2 separate regions of the Ovis aries genome follow, and region 2 is linked to region 1. Evidence: chromatin contacts called from public Hi-C data. All regions are on one chromosome and are shown on one strand. Each heading gives the region's core, a stretch centred on a gene start, on an enhancer-like site or on the middle of the called end of the contact. The rest is flanking DNA. Distances are from core to core; before and after follow the strand shown.

What was found. Hi-C and Micro-C count contacts between places; a contact is called where the count stands out from the background.
Region 2: a contact with region 1 is called in a Hi-C map of liver, with 2.3 times the contacts expected there. The contact joins the enhancer-like site here to the promoter of A1CF in region 1. A contact is called at or near these places in 2 of 16 Hi-C or Micro-C datasets (liver and mixed tissues).

Annotation. Positions count from the first base shown.
Region 1 is chr22:8,207,332-8,211,306 of ARS-UI_Ramb_v3.0, reverse strand. A1CF (APOBEC1 complementation factor) reads right to left here and starts at 1,680. Exons shown (of 13, transcript XM_060404885.1): 1 at 1,634-1,680.
Region 2 is chr22:8,244,698-8,248,595 of ARS-UI_Ramb_v3.0, reverse strand. All of the region lies in intron 3 of A1CF (APOBEC1 complementation factor), which reads right to left. Among named protein-coding and RNA genes, the nearest start is that of A1CF, 37 kb to the right of the region's middle. Within about 2 kb of position 1,650, at least 3 of the 54 cell types and tissues checked have an H3K27ac peak or open chromatin away from gene starts, as enhancers often do. A contact at or near this core is called in liver, where this site is marked.

The DNA.
Region 1 (3,975 bases), core at 431-2,930:
TGGTGGGCTGCCATCTATGGGGTCGCACAGAGTTGGACACGACTGAAGCGACTTAGCAGCAGCAGCAGCAGCAGCAGCAGCGTTATTATTACTCATGTAGTAACAAGACCTGCTTTAATTGTCTGCCATTTCCTCAACTTACTTAACAACACAGTCTCCCTTTGGAAACCACATGTATTAACATCCACTGAATACAGTGTAGGGAAGGTTACATTTGAAATGACAGAAAACCAACTTGGTATTAGCCCAGGTGAACATAATAACTAAATATTCAGTGTTTTTATATCCACTATGGAACTTTAGGTTTATCCATAATAACTAATTTCTTTTTTCTTTTTTTTGGACAACCATCTTTCCCCTTCCCTTACATTTGATAAATAATAAACTGAAACAGTAAAGTGTGAGAATTTTCTCAAATGTAGAGTATCCATACTATTCCAGAAAATATGGTCCTTAAAAACGAACCTGTAAGTCATATGTTTATTACCTATATTTAACAGAGGAAGGCTTCAGTGCTTTAAAATCAGTGATCTCACTTGTATTTCTTAACCTATGCCCTATTGTATGCATCTTAGCACGTATAATAAAGAATTTTTCAGGCCAGACCACCACATCTTTGATGTTGCTAAATTATAGCAAGAGTTGAATTTGCCAACACACGTTTTACAAAACACTAATCCTGCCCAATGCAAACTAATGCTCTGTTAGCCATCTTCTTGAAGACACACAGTGCACAGCTGAACAGTCCAAAAAACTTATTTGACTTGGAACACACTTCTTTACCATTCTCCCTGGAACTTACTCTGGCAATTATAGAACAAAACTATTTCAATTAGAATATTTAAGAGATTTCTGGGAGGAATGAGATATTCCTGGTAAGTGCCCTGATTGATTTCCTTTTTTAGATAGAAGACCATCATAGTCTGATTGTGAATCATCTTTTCGGAGTGAACAGAATGATCATGTGAAATATATCCACTGCAGCACAGCTGCCCAAACCATCCTGAAAGGAAACGATCTAAGAATTAAGCCATCTGAAGGTAGAGGTTTAATACACTCAAGACCAAAAATTTTCCATGACTGTTTTTGTTTCGTTTTCTTGTGGTTTTGTTGGTGGTGCAGGATAAAGGAGGAAAGGGAGGGAGATAAATGAATATGTGAAATCTAAAGTATGATAGAAATCATGACCCCCACAGAGAATGCAGAATCTGTCAGTGATGTCAATACCATCTCTCTTGTTAATTACACTTTTATGCTTCCCCAGATCCGAGGACCAGAACAGACAGTCAACCACAACTCTCCCGGCTGTCTGGCTATTGCTAAATACATTTCTCAGAAACATTAGCCTGACTCTTGAACCTGGTGTGATAAATCTACATTATTTTTCTACCCTCAGAAATTGATTAAATCAAAGGACAAAAGCCGGCTGTTGTCTCATTTTGAGATTATATGATCATTCTAATATTTTCTTTTGTTTTCAGATGGCTTTATCAGTATAAAAGCAAACTAGAAATATCCCTGAATTCAGCTGTCTTGTGGAAGTGCGTAAAAGCTGTTTCGCTGCGTTCCCACTGATCCACACAGCACAGTTTCACAGAGTTGAAATAGAAAAATCGAAACACATGGACCATACCTGAGTGATTTCAGAGATCCCCACCCGGAAAAGGCTTCCTTGATTATGGCGAATTCAACGTGTCACGCTTGTTATGCTCTAATCATCATATCAAACTCCAAAGGTTCAGTGGTTTTAGGTTTGGTTTACAATTCCTGGGAGTTAAACTTTAACTCACCCTGTCTCTTGCATCCATGCAGCCCTTTGACCAGATAATTGGGTCACTACAACCCAAGCATAATCTACAAAATTACTGTTGTCATTTGTTTACCATATTAAAATGAATTTTGTATTAAAAATCATTGAGGTGAATATTATTTTGATGTGTTTTAAGTGACATATATTTTAAAAAGTAGAACACTGCGATTTGGATAACTAAGCTTTCCTTTATATTAGGTCCCTTGTTTTCTGCTATGCCAAAATGATATTAAGCCTATGGTAATTTAAGAGAATGTTTCACACTCCTTATATCATTGTATTACATGGAATAAAGTGTGGAGTTTTAGGTCAAGTATGCGGATAAATGCAGACTTAGAAAAATAGAACACATAAGGTATTTACATAACCAAATAAATAGTGTCAGATCATGTTGGGGAAAGCAGGCTTCTTTTTATATAAGCTGCTCATTCAGATTTTAAGAGAACCATATAATCAGCCATGTACTGAGGTTATATGAGAGCCGAGGCTGTTCATTGCTTGCAATCTCAGTGGCAACTGTGTTTATTAAAGAATAAGTGAAGTGAAGTGAAGTGAAGTCGCTCAGTCGTGTCTGACTCTTTGCGACCCCCACGGACCGTAACTTACCAGGCTTCTCCATCCATGGGATTTTCCAGGCAAGGGTACTGGAGGGGGTCTTCCTGACCCAGGAATCAAACCCAGGTCTCCTGCATTGCAGGCAGACGCTTTACCTTCTGAGCCACCAGGGAAATGTATTTCCAAATATATAAACCCAACATTCTCAATTCTCTGATAAAAGCTCCAGTCTATACAGGAAATTTCTAAGAGTCATAAAGCCCACTGGGGGGGGGGGAACCCTTCTAATATTGAGTAAATTGTAAGGGTTTATAAACCACAGGCCCTAACACTAAAAATAGAGGACATGCTTAGCTTCAGTTCTAATAAGAGGAGTCTGCTTTTCTAGGAACCAACTACTAACAGAAGTCCTTGCTCATTCTGTGTTTTAGTTTATTTCACAGTCAATCGTTCCATAATATGGGCATAGAGGAAGATAAATTGCTTGCTGGCATCTGGTAATATAAAGCCTACTGTTGGAATGCTAGTTCTGCCCACAGTTTTCAGCTCTCAAACACAAGCAAGTCTAGATATTCCTAAACTTTTCCCGGAGCAATGCCTGACAAAGTTCAGCAAACACACGCCCGGACCTGTTGCTTTGCCTTGGATTGTGACTGGAATGAATCCTGAGGGAGGCATCAGGCCCCTCCCAGCTGACAGCTCTCTAAGTGTTGCATCTCTCTACAGCCTCCTCGGGAGTGGATGCCCCTCACCAGGCAGTTTTTTTGGTTTTCCTAGTGAAGGCTCAGTCTGGGTGTGTATGATTTCCCATTGTGTGGGGAATTCTTACCCTGAATTCACCTGGTGCTGCAGAGAACTGTCGATACTGTGAGAGGTCGGCCTGGGAGGATTTTGTTGGTTGCTTGGTATGGTTGGTGCCTGGATGGTGAGGAGTGGAGATGATGAAAAGAAAGCCAGGGGTTTGAGGTATCTCATGTAGTAGCAAAATATGACAGTAAAAGAAGGCATTATATTAACTAATTATTTAAAAATGTATCAGTTTCCTATTTGAGGGGTCCTGGCATTCTCTGTGGCCTTGGGACAAAGAAAAACCAACTGATCAGAATGAGATCAAATAGATGACCTTGATCTCATCTGTCTAATCAAGGGAAATGAAGTTCCTTGAATGGCAAGGCTTGCTTTCACTATGTAAAAATAAACCTAGGTTAGCTCTCCTGGGGCCTCCTTATCCTAGGAGAGATAAAGCAATGATCAAAATGTTACACAAGGTAAACAAACAAATTCAGTTTAAATAGTGACTGGTAAATATTTTTCATTTATTTATTCTTCAATTACCTAAAGACCTACAATTTGCCAAGCATAGATGGACATTTATTTAGTTTCACACATTTTATTGAAAGTACAATTTTCAGAATACCATGAAACTGCTATAAACGGGCCTGTATGAGCACAATGATACTAGGTAATTGATTTCCATGGCTAGCGTAGGACTCATTGACTAAGGTGTCTGAGTTTTTGTTTTTTTACATTTAAACTTGTAAATTTGAAAAAATTAACTTCCTTTCCAGCCTTAGTAGAATATAAAATACTAATGATAATAATGATAAGGC
Region 2 (3,898 bases), core at 401-2,900, 37 kb before region 1:
TTCCAACAGTGAAATGGAAGTCTTGGATTATAGCAGTATTGAATATGCGTACAGCAAACATATAAAGAATTAGAAAGAATCGCCTAGTGAACCCAAGCATGTATCACCCAGCTTCAGTAATGACGTTTTCTTCATGAAATTTTCCCAGGTTTTCTATTCCTAACTGAATGCTTCTTAGAAATATTTTCTACTTTATGAGTTTTTCTCCTTGAAATAAAAATAATCCATATTCATTATAAAGAGTTTGGAAAATAAGAACACAAGTAAAAAAAAGCTATCCTCATCAGAGATTACCTTTTATTATCTTCTAATATTTCTGTGTGTGAATAATTTCTTAAAATATGATCTATAAGCTGATACATACAGGTTTGCTTTCTTATTTTTAACCTAATTTAAAAATTTGGACATTTTCCCATGTCTTTCTTGGAAATCACAGTTTTATATGACCATATAATTTGGAAATATAAGGGTGACGTATTTTATATGACCAGTAATATTTTATGATGATATGTCCAATATTTTTAAGCATTATAAATTCCACTATGATGAACATCCTTATGTCTAAATATTAGTCCTTATTCCTTAGATCAAAGACTATGGTCAATTTTAAGGCTCGAAACAGAAATGTTATACCCATTCAATGCAGTCTTATGTTGTCCTTTTAAATTCTAGATAAATTAATTTTCATTGCAGTTACTTGATATGCATTTTAGGTCAGCTGCTGTAATTTATACTTCTGTAATCTCAAGGACTAATACTAACACATTGTGTTTCATAATAAGGATTAGGGGGGAAAAGCAAAGAAAATTTTGTTAAAAACAACCACTGCATTGGACAAACAGTAGGACTGGCATGCCACATAAGTGTTTGTGTTGTAATAATTTTTAGAAAATAGATGATCCATAGGGTAATTAGACAAAGTACTAACACACACCATATTTTAAACCACCTGAAAATGCTGTATAACCATTGGGTCATCTTTTTTTTTTTTTTTTTTTTTTTTTTAACGAGTGATCTTCATTAACTGTACGTGTAGACTCCCTTGTAGATCTGATGTAAACTGACTTCACATTGGGTAGAAAGTTGTCTGAAAATATCCACCTATGGAAATTTATTTTTCTAGTTTTAGGGAGAAAATTCTGGATGAGAGGAGCATCAGATGTCACAGGGTTGATGACTCACACTAGTAATACATTCTGGAGGAAAGGCTCATCACGATGTTATTTTTTTTCCCCTGTGTGTCTCAAATATATGGTAGTTTTGGAGGATCTGGGAAGTACAGTTGAGAGTGGAAAAGTGAAAAAAAAAAACTCCATATCTAATTTCATTGCCTAGAGACAGATTTCATTTATAAGTTAACATTGCAGCACACATATGAAATCTCTCTATGTGGCCTAATGCGACTAAGTTGAAAGTTTAGCTTGTCAACATTACACAATTTTTATAATAATATTTATTGAACCTCTATTGATTAAAATTCTTTTATCATCTAAAGAAATTTGATAAAAATTTTAGTTATCAATTCTAAAGATATCCAATTATTATTTAAAAAGAATATCACAAGGCGTATTTTCAGATCCTCATGAGCACGTTTTATTGCATCAGTTTGGATATGAGACTGAGTCATGTTATTAAGTAACCTGCAAAATTCTATTTTTAGCAGCTCTATTTGTCCTGCTAGTGATAAGAGTGCACAGATTAGTCACACTCTCCTTCTGGAACTCTTGTTTTGCAAGTATTCAGCATTCAGTATCAGAGACTGCAAAGATAACAGCTGAAGCAAATCCTTCAAACCCTAACTTAGTGAATACTGTAATATTTTAAAATATCATTATATAGGTACAACTCCCTGAAGTGTATTAATATACTTATTAATGGCTGCACTTTTGTACTGGGGCTTTTTAAAAAGTACATCTGATGTTCTTTTATTTGATGATGATGCTAATGTTTTCCCTAATCCGGTGTAGGAAGACTGAAAGGCTGGGAAGGCTGAAGGATTTTCCCTGAACTGCAGAGTTCGAAGCTATGTTTCAGTACATGCTGGTTTCCTTTTCCAATGAAACAAGTTTGCTGACCAATAACTAGACTGAGCATATGCTAGAATAACAAAACCTTGACTAAGAGCGGAGTAGGTCCTAGCCAGTCTTCTGGGAAGTTAAGGCCGAGGGCTGTTAAGGGACTTGAGGTTGGGGTTAACATGTACACACTAGTATATATAAAATAAGTAAACAACAAGGACCTATTATATATATAGCACAGGGAGCTATACTCAATATACTGTAGCAACCTACAAATATATATACTTACATGTATTTTTATATATAAATCTTAATCACTTTGCGGTATATTTGAAAGTAATACAACATTGTAAAGCAACTATACTTCAGTTTAATAAAGGAACTAAAAGAGAAAAAAATGATTATTCTTGTGTGTGGTAGAGACTGGGTTAAATAACAGGTCTCTGATTTGAAGTCCTGGGTGACTTTCTACGCTTTGCAGTCAAAATCAGAAAGGATTTTCCAAATCATTCAAAATGATTGAACTGAATCATGTGCATATTTACATCTTGATTAGAGGCTTTTTATGTACATAGCAAAGGTTTCAGAACTTTAGGTTTCTACATCACTAGACAATTTCTGATCCAGTAGTCATTCTGGGGCTTCCCTGGTGGCTCAGATGGTAAAGCGTCTGCCTGCAATGCGGGAGACCCAGGTTCGATTCCTGGGTCCAGGAAGATCCCCTGGAGAAGGAAATGGCAATCCACTCCAGCACTCTTGCCTGGAAAATCCCACGGACGAAGGAGCCTGATAGGTTACAGTCCACGGGGTCGCAAAGAGTCGGACACGACTGAGCGACTTCACTTTTACTTTCAGTCTTTCTGCTAATAAATGATTACTTCAAGCAAATCATGTTACAAAGTTTAAGCTCAACAAAGTGCTTTTAGCATGCTTTGGCATGCTAATCTCTCAAATAGCAATCTTAAAGATAGCATTATGATAGCACTTAGTTCTGTAAATCTTGCTGGAAATTTTGGCCAATTGAAGTGGATTTATGGCCCATAAATCTTGGGCAAACTATGGAACTCCTTGAGCTTTGTTTTCCTTATCTGGAAATTGGAGATGATCATAGTAACTACCTCACAGTGTTGTGGTTAGGACTAAACAATTAATAGACATAAAGCAGTTGGAATATAAGTGCCCAATAACTGTTTACTGTTTTATAATTGCTATTAACTTGTGATCTAAATCCTTATTATTAATATTTTCTAAATGTAATTGATTATGTAAGACCAAAGTGCTAGGCAAGTAGGCCATATATTTTTAGGTGTATTTTATTTGAAAACATTTTATATAATAAGGGTAAAATAGCCCTATTATTTTTTCCTTTTTAATGAAAATGTTCTTAAATTATTAGGTTTATGAAAAGGTCTCCATTGCTATTTGAGCCTTTTAAAAATGTATTGTTATTTGCAAGCTTTTTATATTGCTTTAATATGCTAAAGTTTTCAATTCTGCAGAATTTCCTACCTGATTACTTAGTGACTTTTTACGTTTCATTTGTAACAGGAGTTAAAGATGGAATGCAATTCTTCTGGCCTGTGATGTGGATATGAAACTTACTGGACCAGCAAGCAGGACAAGGAGGTAGGGAGACACTGTTTAACAACTTTAACTGAACACCTCCTACCCCTCCCCATCTGTGAGTTTAGAAAAAATATTGAAGAGTTTAAGAGGAATTTTGGAATTGATTCAAAGATCTCTGGAGCCCATTGCTAGTGTGTTGTGAATCCTAGTTCCCCCTAAGTGGGAGGAATTTTGAGGTGCTTCTCAGCTCACCTAAGGCAGAGGAGGGGAGTAAGGAAAAAGCTCGTGCAGCTTGCTATGCACTCCCTGCAGTT